3 separate regions of the Zea mays genome follow, and all the other regions are linked to region 2. The links are chromatin contacts, called in public Hi-C maps. All regions are on one chromosome and are shown on one strand. Each heading gives the region's core, a stretch centred on a gene start, on an enhancer-like site or on the middle of the called end of the contact. The rest is flanking DNA. Distances are from core to core; before and after follow the strand shown. Region 1 holds the start of LOC100275341 (cell number regulator 13-like). Region 2 holds the start of LOC103648178 (SKP1-like protein 1). Region 3 holds the start of LOC100191865 (putative RING zinc finger domain superfamily protein).

Region 1 (4,407 bases), core at 1,868-4,367, 920 kb after region 2:
TGAAGGAATCGAGGCTTCCATTTGACATATATTCATAGACCAAAATCTTCTCCCTTCCCTGCACACAGTCTCCCAGAAGCTTAATTATATTGGTATGCTGAAGATTTGGCAGAGAGCGAATCTCATTTTGAAATTGATAATCTTGGACATCCAGTAGATTAGGTGAAGAAGATAAATCAAAACATCTCTTGACAGCAATCTCAAGTCCATCATGCAGTTGACCCTGAATGCAAACATAATATTCAAATGATGATCAATATTGTTGCACAAACTGATTGGATTGCTTAATGAAGAGTTCTAGTGTTTTTTCTCTCTCAAACGCACATGAGAGGTTGATTATGAAGGGAGCCTACCAAAGAGTACAATACCGCACCCACACACCTACAATACACCCCCACCATGAGTTTCTATAGTGATGAGTTCTGTTGTGGCACCTAATAAGAGTTCTATTACATGATTGTGGAGTTTTCAATCTAATGTAAAATTGAAAACCTATTTGATAGTTATGACCTTTTCCATTTTATTGCAAATTAGCACAGTATGAAACAGAATAGACGATTATAGAAGGCACATTAATAGCAGTGCTGCAGTGGACCACAATATCAAAGTCTAGAAGGCCAAACTTGTATCCGTAAGTGATGACCATATCAAAAGTAGACCAAGCTTATATCAACAAGTTGAATAGGACACCTTTTTTACTTTTTTAAGTTAGTATTGTTAGGTTCATATATGCTCGCATGTATTTAGTTGAAATCTGATGCCACCTTGGTGGCTGACTGACTTTATCATATATTTATCAATGAAGTAGATGAAAGAAATTCTTCTGAAAAATGTAGCCATGCTATTTAGATGTATCCAAATTGCAAATTCTACCTATAACCTTTGGTCAGAATTTAATGAGAGTTTGTTCAACGCATTCTAGGGTGCCATTTATTTTACCCTGTTTTGGTGTGTGTTTGGGGGGGGGGGGGATGTCTACCTTGTAAATGCAGCCAAAGCTACCTTTGCCAATTAGATTCCTGTCAGAGAAGTTATTTGTAGCACCAACCAACTGGGACAAACTGAACTTGAATGCATCTGTTATGACAGAAGAAAGACCTTTGAGGTCCTAAAATCAATCTAGGCATTCCAAAACTCTACTATTTTCCACAACCATACCGATGTAGTTTCTGATCACCTTTTTCCTATTTAACTGACCATACCTGCGCAATTCACTTGGAGGGAGCACCTTTTAACTTCACTATACACTTCAGTCCTGCCACATGGTGAGTGAATTCAATTATGCTATCTAAGAATTAAAAATGTTATCCTTGTACCTTACATGTCAGTTTAAAAAAGGCTAAAAATTCTATATTGTGTACAAGACTTTTCACCAAACTATCTCTCTAAAGTAGAGAACTTCTTAACAAAATTCAAAACCACATGTAGACAGACTTGATTCTTGTAGTAGGACTTGGTTTAAAAAAATCTCATCGTTGTGCCCCGTCCGCTCCCGCGTTACGTCTCGTGTGCCACCCTCCGGCTAGGCCGTTGCAGAGTGGGCGGTGACGGCCCGCGGGCCAGTGACCGGAACCATGTTTCGGTCTCTTCTTAATATAATACCGGGAGGGCGGTCTTTCCCTCCCCGACCGAATTTTTTAAGAAGAATGAAGAGGGACATAAATTACCAAGAGCTTACTTTTCCCTAGTATTAAGTTAACAATCACTTTATTCCAAATAATATTTTTTACAGAATTGATTGAATCGAAATGGGTTTCAAGAAATCTAGCTGTGTGCCAGTCTTCCATAATGTTTATAGAAATGTGCAAAAAAATGGATGTATGTCATATTTAAAAAACAAAATAATTGCACATTGTAACCTGGTGTCGCAGGATGAGCAACCTGTAAGCAGTCTTGGCACATCTTTTACAGCCTGAAATAACAAAATAGGTGTCTGAGCACAAAAAATCTGGAAAGAAGGTGTTTCTCAAAATAAATCAATTTGTGACATGGATAAGTCAAATCATACTAGACTATTGCATGACGTTTCATAGGAAATAATCGACCTACGAGGGTAAGATAGCCCTGGGCATTGCACAAAGAGAAGAGTTTTTTTAACCTCGGCCTAAAATTCGCTCCCACGAGGAGTGGAACTCAGGACCCGAGACTTAGACCATCTAGCCAACTCAACTAGAGACCCTTTCACATGATGCTTCATAGAAAGTCTACAAATATGAGAGAATTACCATGTAAAGGTGTTCATGCCATATTTATACAATTTTTTGCATTACCCCAAGAGCACTTTGTTTCTTATATTCGCTCTTATCTAGAAATAATAAAGACCAGTGGTTTTTTAGGGATGAACAGGAATTATGAAGCCAATTAGGTTCAGCAGATTCAGGTTTCAATAATGGAAGAAAACAGCTTCAAGGAGCTTTCATTGTCACAATGCTTGCACACAACCAGTTTACAATGCTTATTTCTTATTAAGCCTTACCAATTTAGAGATGCCCCATAGTTATTTTCAACACATGACCTTCACGGAACAAGTTACTTTATATCTTACCGATTAATATTACCTGTGAACGTGGAGGCTGTATGATTTCTAAAATTTTGTCCAAGCGATCTATGGTGTCGATGTGGCTGATGAGTGGGAAAACTTGGAGACACGAGTTCATCCTCTTCTGCAGAATACGGAGCTGATCTGCTTGCTTCTTCCCTGTGAAGAGGTGGTACAGGTATTTGTTGTTTTGGCAGGATGTGACAAACATGTACACCTCACGAAGAATCTCTTCGAGATCGTTGAGACCATTCCTAGTCTCTGGATGTTGCATCATCGCTGGAGTCTGCAGCTTTTCCAGGAGGTCACCGATTATCTGCACATGGTGGACAAGCTGCCGGCAGGTCTTCTTGTTACGGCGAACAGTCTGAGCTGCCCGCACAATCATCACGACAAGCTTGACGGCATCAACCCCTGCGAGCTTCGCGATGTCCATTTTCTCTCTGCTTCACTGCTTGCTTGCAGTACAAGTGGTAACCGGATTGCTTCTGATACCAGAGGTTTCATCCAAATAGAACAAGAACAATCTTTCGCAAACAAGCTCCAGCCATCTAGGTGGATGAAACAAGCTCTTAGGAAGCAAGGTAGATGGTAACGGGAACGTATCTGGTGCTCAAAGGGGTACCGTGCTCATGTGCACATTTTAAATCTGGTGCATCCATCTTACATTCAACGGCACCGGCTAATTTTACGAAGAACCCCTTCCACCAGGGGACGGCATCTGCTGTCAAGGTCAGGACTCAGGCGTTGACTCCTCAAGCAGTCGCCGCGGAGCTCGCTCTCGTCCGAAATCGAGAAAAGAGGGGATTTTTTTTCTGTCAGCAGCTGAACAATCTGGCATGGCGTTCCTCTATCCTCAACTCTCTCGCCCTGAAGGTTTTGTGGGCGGGTCCGGCGGTGTTCACCCCGGCCATCCGTGTGCGTGCAGGAGAGCACAAGGTGTTCGTGGAAATGCCACGCAGCCTTGGTTCACAAAGGACACTTTACGGAGGAAGGGTCAAAGGCTAGAACCGTCCAACATGTAAGAGGATCAAAGACAAGGTCTCTCAGGTACCAAACATCCGAATTGCATTTCATTCCCCGTAAGATATTCAGGTAGTTCCACCATCATTGATGAGCCAACGAGTGCCGTATCACTTGCACTCCCACTACTAACCTATCCATGGTTTATACTGGGGGAACGTATCTGGTGCTCAAAGGGGTACCGTGCTCATGTGCACATTTTAAATCTGGTGCATCCATCTTACATTCAACGGCACCGGCTAATTTTACGAAGAACCCCTTCCACCAGGGGACGAAGGTGGAAGGGGTGCTTCACAAAATTGGTGCTGCTGTTAGATGTAAGATGGATGCACCAGATTTAAAATGTGCACATGAGCACGGTACCCCTTTGAGCACTAGATACGTTCCCGATGGTAACAAGCATCCTCTAATGGTGGGCTAGCCCTGTGAAATACAAAGAGAAGCGATAATGTTAGCGCGTACATGAGCCATGGACAGAGGTAGGTAGAATGGTCATACGCGTAGCAGCAGTTGTCGACAACCACAAGGGGTCCCACATGGGCAAGACTTCTACTACTATGGTGACCCTTTTGGAACCAGTATAAGGGAACGTATCTGGTGCTCAAAGGGGTACCGTGCTCATGTGCACATTTTAAATCTGGTGCATCCATCTTACATCTAACAGCAGCACCAATTTTGTGAAGCACCCCTTCCACCTTCGTCCCCTGGTGGAAGGGGTTCTTCGTAAAATTAGCCGGTGCCGTTGAATGTAAGATGGATGCACCAGATTTAAAATGTGCACATGAGCACGGTACCCCTTTGAGCACCAGATACGTTCCCTTTGAAGTTTTGAACAAACACGTCCC
Region 2 (4,423 bases), core at 901-3,400:
TTTATTTTCTGGTAATCTCTTTTGACCATAACAGGTCTGCTCACTATGATGAATGACAAGATATTTTAAAGAAACAATTGTGCATTTTTTATGGTGATACAGTTGTAAATGAAAGACTTGCTGAATAGTTTAGTTCTCCCTAGAGCTTATAAGAAAATATGTGATGAATACCTTTACTGAGTCAGACTTCGTGATTAACAGAACTATTGTGTTTACGTAAACATTACCTATATTTGAGTTCCAGAGTCCAGACTTTGGTTTTTCGGAAGCTTCAGCTTATCCTTACAACCATGAACCATGAGTTTTTTTTTTTCATATTAGAGTTTCAGGGTCTCTAACTGTAACATGTAATGGTGTGGCATTTTAGAAATACACAGATGTGATGATTAATGAGTTCATGTTGCTTGTCCCATGATTGTGGAAACAAAATTAGTCAGGGACACATTCACAATTTACTATTTTGTAGTACTAGTCGGATTTCCTTGTTTCGGTATTATGTATGTTTAAACTGATATGTAATATTACTTTGGTACTGCAGGACATTACTCAACCAGTATGGAAAAGTATTAGGCCTAAATCCTAAAAGGATTCCATAGAATTGGGCAGCCACTCAATTTCCTGAAGCACTGGGCAGAGCATGGGCTGAGTATAACAATGACAGGTCAGGGCTTTTCTATGCAGCATGAGCTATATTATTTAGAATTTCTAGAAAGTGTAGGTGTCAATTAACATGTTTTGTTTTCCTCTTTGTCGCTCAGTGCTATTGTTTTGATGGTTGTCCAACCAGAAGAAAAAACATATGTATGTCTTATTTTCAGATTTCCAATCTCTGGGTTGAGAAAAACTTCATTTAGTTACTAACTCATTCATGTTCTTGACAGTAATTCCTTATCTGTGGTTTGGTGGCTCATCTCCACAACAAGCTAATAAGATATTGATTTCTTTTGTTGACATAATGCTGTTATATCGATTCTAATGTGATCTTGCAGTCATGTTTATTAGGAAGAGATTATGAAATCTAGATCCTGCTTGGTGGTAAAAACGTCCTGGCTCCTGAGGATTCTGAATTCATTATGAAGTACTTAAGGGAACAACATTGCGGTCAGGATCTGCGGGACATGCTGATCAGACTCCAGAAGGAACAGGTCGAAGACGGCTGGACAATCTTCCGGTAGTGTGGGCAGACAGACGAAGCCGGTGCACAAAATTTTTTACTGCTTTTTAGTTGTACAGAGTTTTCAACTCCTAATTGGGAGCATTTGGTTATATTTGTGTATATATATATATATATATATATATATATATATATATATATATATATATATATATATATATATATATATATATATATATATATATATATATATATATTATATATAGAAGGTTACAAACGTAATGAATAAATCAACTATGAATGATTCTAGTAGAAAAGCCTACCAAACGTAATGAATATATATCAGCAGAACTACTTATTAATGTATTATCAGATCAGAAGATAACTGCAGACGAGCAAACTAGCAATCGAGATCAAAGCTAACAGTAACCACCGCGGTCTACTACTACGGACGGGGAGCGGGTCGAAGGCCCAGGAGTTCTCACTGCGGATCGCCTCCTCCTCCTCTTTGGTTAAGTCGTTCTTGATGTTGAAGGTCTTGCGGATCTCCTCCGGTGACTTGCCCTGGATCATGTCGACCACCGCCCGGCAGGTCAGGCCCTGCAACCCCTTGATGTCGAGATAGTTGGCAGCCATGATGAGGTCGAAGAGCGTCGCCGGCGCGACCTTGACGAACTCCGCGTCCCACTTCTTGAGGTCGACCTCGCCGCCGCCCCCAGCTGATGAGGCGCTGGTGGTCTCCGCGGCGTCGGCGTGGACGTGCTTGTTGCAGTACTCGATGACCAGGGCGAGAGTCTTGGAATTCACGTTGGGGAGCGGGATGACGTTGTCGGCGCAGTCGTCCTCGATCATGAAGCGAATGATCTCTGACTTCATCAACACCGCCTGCTCCACCTCGAACTCCTCGCAGTCGGAGGTCCTCAGCGTAAGCATCTTCTTCTCAGCCATTGGTGTTGACTGAATGCTTGCGACTGGACTTGACGACAGGTCGAAATCCTCGCTAACTACGTGCGGCGCGCGACAGGATGACGAACGGAAGGCCGACCACCTCTCCTTTTTAAAGTCCAGGAGCAGACGTATCCTACTTCGGAGTTCGGACTCGGCCCAACTTCCATGTGGGCCCACGCTCGAGTGTTGCTGCCACCTCCATGTGGGCCTCACGTACACTAGCGCTTGGCCACGGTCATGTGGGACCAGGTTGTCATCACGATCTTCTTGCTCTCGCCTTCCTCGGTCTTTCACCCGAACCAAATGGAAAGGACGGCGCGAGCACTGCATCCGGATAAACATTTTTTATGTTCGTAGAACACAACATAAAAAATGGAAAGGACAATGAGGTGTTGGGCGGTCTCTGTCATACTCCTGTAGGGCTTGTTCGGTTCTACCCCAATATATATGGATTGAGGGAGATTGATGGGTTTTAATCCCTAGTAAGTCAAAATCTCCTCCAATCCGTATCAATCCCCCCGATCCATATGGATTGAAAATAACTGAACTAGCCCGTATAGGGCACAACAGGGATTGTGCGCCCACCCGTGGGTTTGCAGTCTACCTGATGTCCAGACCTAGTTTCAAATGATTAGCCAGGCAAAGAGCATGCATTTCGAAGGTGCCCAATGTTTCTAGATAAGCGCCTTGAAGTGTATTCCAGAGTGTCCCATGAACTGTGCTCTATAGGCTGATGTTGTTGAGTAGGATTCTGCTTAAGTGAAGGCCCATGTTATCGCATCTTCCTTGTTGTGCATAAGGTCCACTAATTGTACGATTGTCCATAGCTCGACGAATTAACTCAAGTGGTTGACTATGGAGATCTCTTGCAAGTTTATACTTCTCACCCACATCCATGGTAAACTAGTGCTTCCTTGATCGACAGTTTTAGTTTGCCGGATGCCGTGAAGACGTTGGGCGCTATGTCTTTTGGGCGTCGACCGTGGGCCCATGCGATCTACCATAAGGAAGTTTTTGCTCCATCACCATTTTTTATTATTTTTATTCTGCAAACAGTAGTCAGTCAGTCTCGGCGCAAGGTGTTTGTAGCCCAGCCCATGAAGCGTCTGGCTTTGCCCATTCTAGCCAAAACCAACGTAACCACAATGCTCTAGCAAAGCTTTTAGAATCTTGCACTCCTAGGACACCAAGGTTAATTGGATGTGTCACTGTTGGCCAGTTGACTCTGCATTTCCCTCCCGTTAAGTTTTCTCGTCTGACCCAAAGGAACATTCTTCTTATCTTGTCTATGTCCTTTAGCACATTATTTGGTAAGTGTGTTAGTTAGCTACAAGGACAAAACCACCTTAGTTAGTATAATCCTTCTAGCATGAGTGATGTTGCACCCTTTCCATGTTGCCATCCTGCTTTGCACCTTGTCTAGTAAGTATTGAAATCCACTTTTGGCAATCTAGATACGATCAAGGGGATGCCGAGGTATTTGATTGGGAAGTGCGCTCTAGCCATAGGAAAGCTGCAATAGTTTCATTGAGGTTCTCGTGATCGCATCTAATTACCAGGAGGGACGATTTCTAGATATTCATTCGTACACCAAACGCATGTTCGAAGCCCCATAGAATGTAGGTCAGGGCATCTAACTCACATTTGCTGGGTTTGATGAAGATGACTGTGTCATCTACGTACATTGAGATACAATGCCGTGATGTGTTGTTGGAGATCTATGATAGAATTTTGGCTTGAGTCGCTAAGCTGAGCAGTTTTTACAATGACTCCATTGCTAAGACAAAGAGCAGTGGCGATGAGGGGTCACCTTGCCTCAGCCCCCTTCCATATTAGAATGATTGTCCTGGATCCCATTGAGTAACACTGGAGACGAGGATGTGTCTAGCACTGAAGCGATCCAGTTTCTCCACCTGGTAGGGAAGCCAAATCGAGTTAAAAGGTAGTTCCATCTGATAGAGTCGAAAGCTTTTGAGATATCTAGCTTGATAAGAAGCATTGGAGATATGTTTTGATGGAATTTTCTTGCCATACTGTGAACGTATAGGAAGTTATCATGGATGTTTCTACCCTTGATGAAGGCGCTTTGGCAGTTGGATATGATGTTCGCCATTACTGGGGCCAGCCTAAGTGATGGTAGCTTCATAAAAATCTTAGTGACACTATTTATTAGGCTAATGGGTTTAAAGTCCTCATTTTTTTCAATACCCTCCTTCTTTGGAAACAAGATGATGTTAGCCTCATTGAGTATGTCAAAGTTTTGAAATCTCTGAGCATGTAGAATGTGCATGACCGCTGTTAGGTCATTCTTGATGATGGGCCTGCAAGATTTATAAAAAACACCCACGAAACCATTAGGCC
Region 3 (4,739 bases), core at 1,504-4,003, 880 kb before region 2:
GTAGTGGTGCATGAACAACTTATTATTATTATTATTATTATTATTATTATTATTATTATTATTATTATTATTATTGTTGTTGTTGTTGTTGTTGTTGTTGTTGTTGTTGTTGTTGTTATTGTCGTTATTATTATTGTTTTTTGTTGTTTGGGTAGTTTTGAGCCGCAAAAGGTAAACTAAATTCCAACTAGTCGGTTACCCGTGCGTTGCGACGGCTCACAATAATACCCACGTAAATTATCCACCAAAAAGTTCTCAAGATTTTTTATTGATTGTCTCCGCTCTTCGCATAATATTTTTTAAGAACGCACGTGTACCATAGGTAACAAATCAGAGACCTGGGCATCTGGAGGCGACATAGGTAGTATACCGCTAGATATATAGGGAGAGAGCACGCAAGCGTAGAAAGAAGCTCAGCCGGAGCAGCTCCAAACCAAGAGGCACCCGCACCAAGCGCCAATCCGAGAAGGGCGAGAGAATGCGAGTGTCTTCCCAGCCCTAGACCCGTCGAAGCGACACAACACCACCACCAACTCTGTAGCATATGTCGGCTGCTGCCACGCTATGGGCCTTGGTTGTCCAATATCTCAGACCTGGACTCCTCATCGCTAAGATAACCTAAGTGTGGCAGGTGCCACCATGTCCTCCTCGACGACACGCACGGAGAAAGGCCAGGAGTGTGACCAACTCGCGCCGTACTCGCGTCGACGAGCGTCGGTCGGCTTGCGGTTGCGACCGTGGGCAGGAGCAGCAGGTTGGGGAGGAAGAACAGAGCGAAGGCCGGGAAGACGAACGGGACGCCCGACGATGGCGAAAACGATGGTGCGCGCATGATGTGAAACGTCCTCGTGGATATTCAATAGCCATTGCGCGAGTCGGTGTCGAGGATGGTGTTGGACGAATACGAGGAAGAGGTGCATGCTCCTACGCCTCTCTGCCGAGAATAGGGTGGCGCGGAGGTGGATGCATGAGGGGAGAGATAAAAGAAGTAGAATGACGAATAAGGTGGTGGTAACTGAGACGAGGACCATCATTATCGTGCGAAGGTATAGATGACCAAATGAGTCGTGTCTCGCGAGCCGGCCCGAGGCACGACCCATTTAATAGTGTTTGGGCCAACCCGGCACGAGCGGCGTGCTGGCCCAACCCGACACGATTTTTTTATTTTACAAAAAATGATATATATATATATATATAATTTATATTCGATATTATAAACACATAAGCATGATGTTCTATTGGTTAGACAGCTTCGTCCAGTGGGAATGCGGGTTCAAACCCTATCTTTTACACCGCTTTTTAACATTTTATATTGAGTTGATTTGAAAGAAATGTAGAGTCTTTATGTAAAAAATGACGTAGTACGACCCTTGAAACTAGTAAAGTATAGTAGAGATACAGGGAAAGACGTAATTGGCGACGCAACTCGCCGATCTCTCTTCCCAGGTATTGGATGGGGACTGGCGATGGAAACGCAACTCGCAAGCGTCGAGCGGCAGCCACAGCTCCGCAGGTCGCAATGGTATCCCGCCGTCGGCTTTCCATGTATCTCTTTATTATCTAACTCAGTTTCCAACGTAACGTAAATGGGGATGTAGTTCAGATGGTAGAACGCTCGCTTAGCATGCGAGAGGTACGGGGATCGATACCCCGCATCTCCATTTTTTTTTTGTTTTGGGCTTCGTGGCATTACCATTGTACATATGGGCGTTCGTTACCAGAACCCGGCCCAAGAGCTTTTGTTATCGTTCTCCCTAAAACGGCCCACAGAGGCAGCCCCACCTAGTACAGGAGTCCCACCCGTCAGGCCGCCGGCACAGACACAGCGCATGGGCACGTGGGGCCGGTAGCGGGACGCGTCGCGCGAGTGCGGGTGGGCCACTCGTCCCAGGCAGAGCATGGTCAATCGGCCATAAATCTACCTTGTTTGTGCCAACGGCCAACAAACACCCAACCACAACAATATATCTACTGCTGCTGCTGCCGTTGCCCGTTCCTATTTAAAATGGGATTTGTTCCACCACCCCATCACTTAATATCCTGCTTCTGCTAACCCGCAAGCTACTCTGTTTTTGCTATACATATCACATCAAATTCATAGTAAACTATATATAAAAAAAAGGAGAGAATTAGAGAGAATAAGCCTGCTCGCTAGTAGCCAGCTAAAAAAGACCGCTCACAAAACTACTCTTACACGACTAGTTTGAGAGCTCCATTTTACCGAGCGATTTATATTTCCAAAGGAAAAATAAACTATTTTTTTCTTAGAAAAATGAAAATTTGGTGTAATGAGATTTCTAAACTAGCTTTAAATAATTTATAAGAGGAACAGAGAGACCAAGTATTAAACGTACCATTTGTATCGTGAGCTAGTTATTATATTACTGATTTTTTTAGTTGGTAACATGTGGCATGACAGTATTATATTATAAAAAGCCTACTATAATCTATATCATTAACCTTGCTCGTCTTGTCCCGGGATAAATAATGCAAAAGAAATCGTGCTTAAAAAAGCACTGACCTGACCCCAGTCCCCACTGTCAACTGAGCAAGATATTCCATGAAAGCTGCTTTCTAACTCCTGGCTTTTATTTTAAACCACTCATGCGTATAGTAGTCCAGTAGTGTCATAATCTCCGTCAAAATCATTTTCATCTTTTTTACATGGACAGACTTCCATGACAAATCTCACAGGTCACCCTTCCACCACATCACCACCGCATTCACATCGAACAACAACAACACAAGGCGAGGCCGAGTCGAGTAGCGCGACCACACACACACACCGCGTCGAGTCTCACACGGCACGGCAGGGCACGCGTCAAGGCGATCCGTTCCATGCCGCCGCCGCTGCCGCTGCCGGAGGAGGAGGAGGAGGAGAAGCCGCTGCCGCGGCGAAAGCCAGAGCCGAAGCCGCCTAAGCCCAAGCCCACCAAGAGGCCCAGGCCGATTGGGCCGCTGCCTCAGCGGGACGGGGACCCCGGCGGCGGCGTCGCCACGTCCCCTCCGCTCCTCTTCTGCGGCGACGGCTGCTCCGGCCCGTGCGCCTACTTGCCCCAGTGCCAGCCGCCGCCTCCGCCGTCCCCTGGGGCCACCGTGCGCCTCCGCTCGAGCCGGCTCCCGACCCCGCTCGTCGCGCTCTCGGCGTCGCTCCTCACCGTGTCCGCGGTCCTCCTGCTCGCGCTGCTCGTCCACTGCCTGGTCGCGCGGCGGCGGCGGGCGCAAGGCGCGCCGCTGGCCCACCACGCCGAGACGGGAGGGGGCCAGGTTCTGGCTGGCGCGGTGGCGCAGCAGGCCGGCGAGGGGGAGGACGAGGAGGCCGCCGGCGGCGGCGTGCACCACGTGTGGTACATACGCACCAAGGGCCTCGACGAGCGCGCCATCTCGGCGATCGCCGCGGTCGTGTACGACGCCAAGAAGCGCGGCGCCGGCGCCAGCTCCGACGGCGGCGGCAGCTGCGCGGTGTGCCTCGCGGAGTTCCGCCACGGCGAGACGCTGCGCCTGCTGCCGCGCTGCGCCCACGCCTTCCACCGCGCCTGCATCGACACCTGGCTCCGCGCCCACGTCAACTGCCCGCTCTGCCGCGCGCCCGTGCAGGTCGCCGCCGCCGCCGCTAACCCCAACCCCGCACCGGGAACGTCCGGGCGCCGGGAAGAGGGTAACCCTGCTGCTGGCGCCGTCATCGGTGGCGTTCAAACACAGGACCCCGCGCGCGGCGGCGGCTTTCCTGACCGGGCCGTCAGGCGGGCCGCGTCGTCCATGGCGGCGCTGCCGCGGCGGGCGTGGCCGGACGTCCCGCTGCGTGCGCCGGCGTCGAGCAGCTTCCGCGACGGCGAGGACGACGTGACGGGGCTCGGCAAGATCAGGCGGCTCCTCAAGCTCTCGGACGCGCTGGAGATGGCCGGGGTCGGGGTACACCGGTCCGCCTCGTTCGGCGCCGCTACCTGCCAGCGCTTGCCGCCAAGGCCGGGGCCGTCGGCGCCCGGCGTCAGCGCCGACGAGACGTCATAGCGAACCGACTGAGGCCGACGACGAGGCCATCGGTGGTCTGGTGAAACTTGCAGCTTTGGGAGCTGGGAGCTTGGAGGAGTGAAGGTTGGTGTTGGTTTGCCAAGTTTTTGTGTGTGCCGGGCACGAGACATGAGAAGGTAAAAAATGATATCTTTTCCATGTTTCTTGTATAATCGCTTCGTCAGCAGTAACAAGTAAATAACTCGTGAGCCTGTGCATGCACTGCGGAGCGTCAGGAATTGTAAGTAAGAAAGAATCCTTGACGGAAGTAGTTTTGTATGCGAAATTTACAGCACGAATACATGTGTAAGATACGTGTAAGGGCATGTTCGTTTTGGAGCGGAACGAAGGGAATTGGAGGGGCTATTCAAAATTGAATAGGAAGGTATTTAATCCTCTCCAATCGACATAGCCTAAGAGATCACTCATGTTCGTTATGGGTACATGAATGATCTGAAGTTATATGTTGCTCAGATTTGTTTCACTCCTATCTAGTTTCTCTGTATCAAACATGGCCTTTTAAGGCCCTGTTTACTATTACTTGAGCTTCAAAATTTGGTGAGGTCGATGAAGAGCTTCAGAAGATCGTTAAGCTGAAGTTATATACAGTTAGAAGAAGCTTAGATAAGCAATTTTATTTTGTATTTAGATTAATAATTTTTAAAGCAATTTAAATTTATATTATACATCACAGCTTCACGATGAAGCTGAAACCTAGAGTCTAGAGC

What was found. Hi-C and Micro-C count contacts between places; a contact is called where the count stands out from the background.
Region 1: a Hi-C map of ear shows a contact between it and region 2, with 2.7 times the contacts expected there. The contact joins the promoter of LOC100275341 here to the promoter of LOC103648178 in region 2. A contact is called at or near these places in 2 of 25 Hi-C or Micro-C datasets (ear and tassel).
Region 3: a contact with region 2 is called in a Hi-C map of ear, with 2.0 times the contacts expected there. The contact joins the promoter of LOC100191865 here to the promoter of LOC103648178 in region 2. A contact is called at or near these places in 2 of 25 Hi-C or Micro-C datasets (ear and tassel).

The regions. Positions count from the first base shown.
Region 1 is chr2:237,253,134-237,257,540 of Zm-B73-REFERENCE-NAM-5.0, forward strand. It overlaps LOC100275341 (cell number regulator 13-like), which reads right to left and starts at 3,118. Exons shown (of 2, transcript XM_034059691.1): 1 at 2,559-3,118; 2 at 1-223. The coding sequence starts at 2,975.
Region 2 is chr2:236,338,806-236,343,228 of Zm-B73-REFERENCE-NAM-5.0, forward strand. LOC103648178 (SKP1-like protein 1) reads right to left here and starts at 2,151. Exons shown (of 1, transcript XM_008672664.3): 1 at 1,404-2,151. The coding sequence starts at 2,062. The coding sequence ends at 1,484.
Region 3 is chr2:235,462,727-235,467,465 of Zm-B73-REFERENCE-NAM-5.0, forward strand. LOC100191865 (putative RING zinc finger domain superfamily protein) reads left to right here and starts at 2,754. Exons shown (of 1, transcript NM_001137289.1): 1 at 2,754-4,330. The coding sequence starts at 2,839. The coding sequence ends at 4,011. TRNAA-AGC (transfer RNA alanine (anticodon AGC)) reads left to right here and starts at 1,589; the gene lies at 1,589-1,661.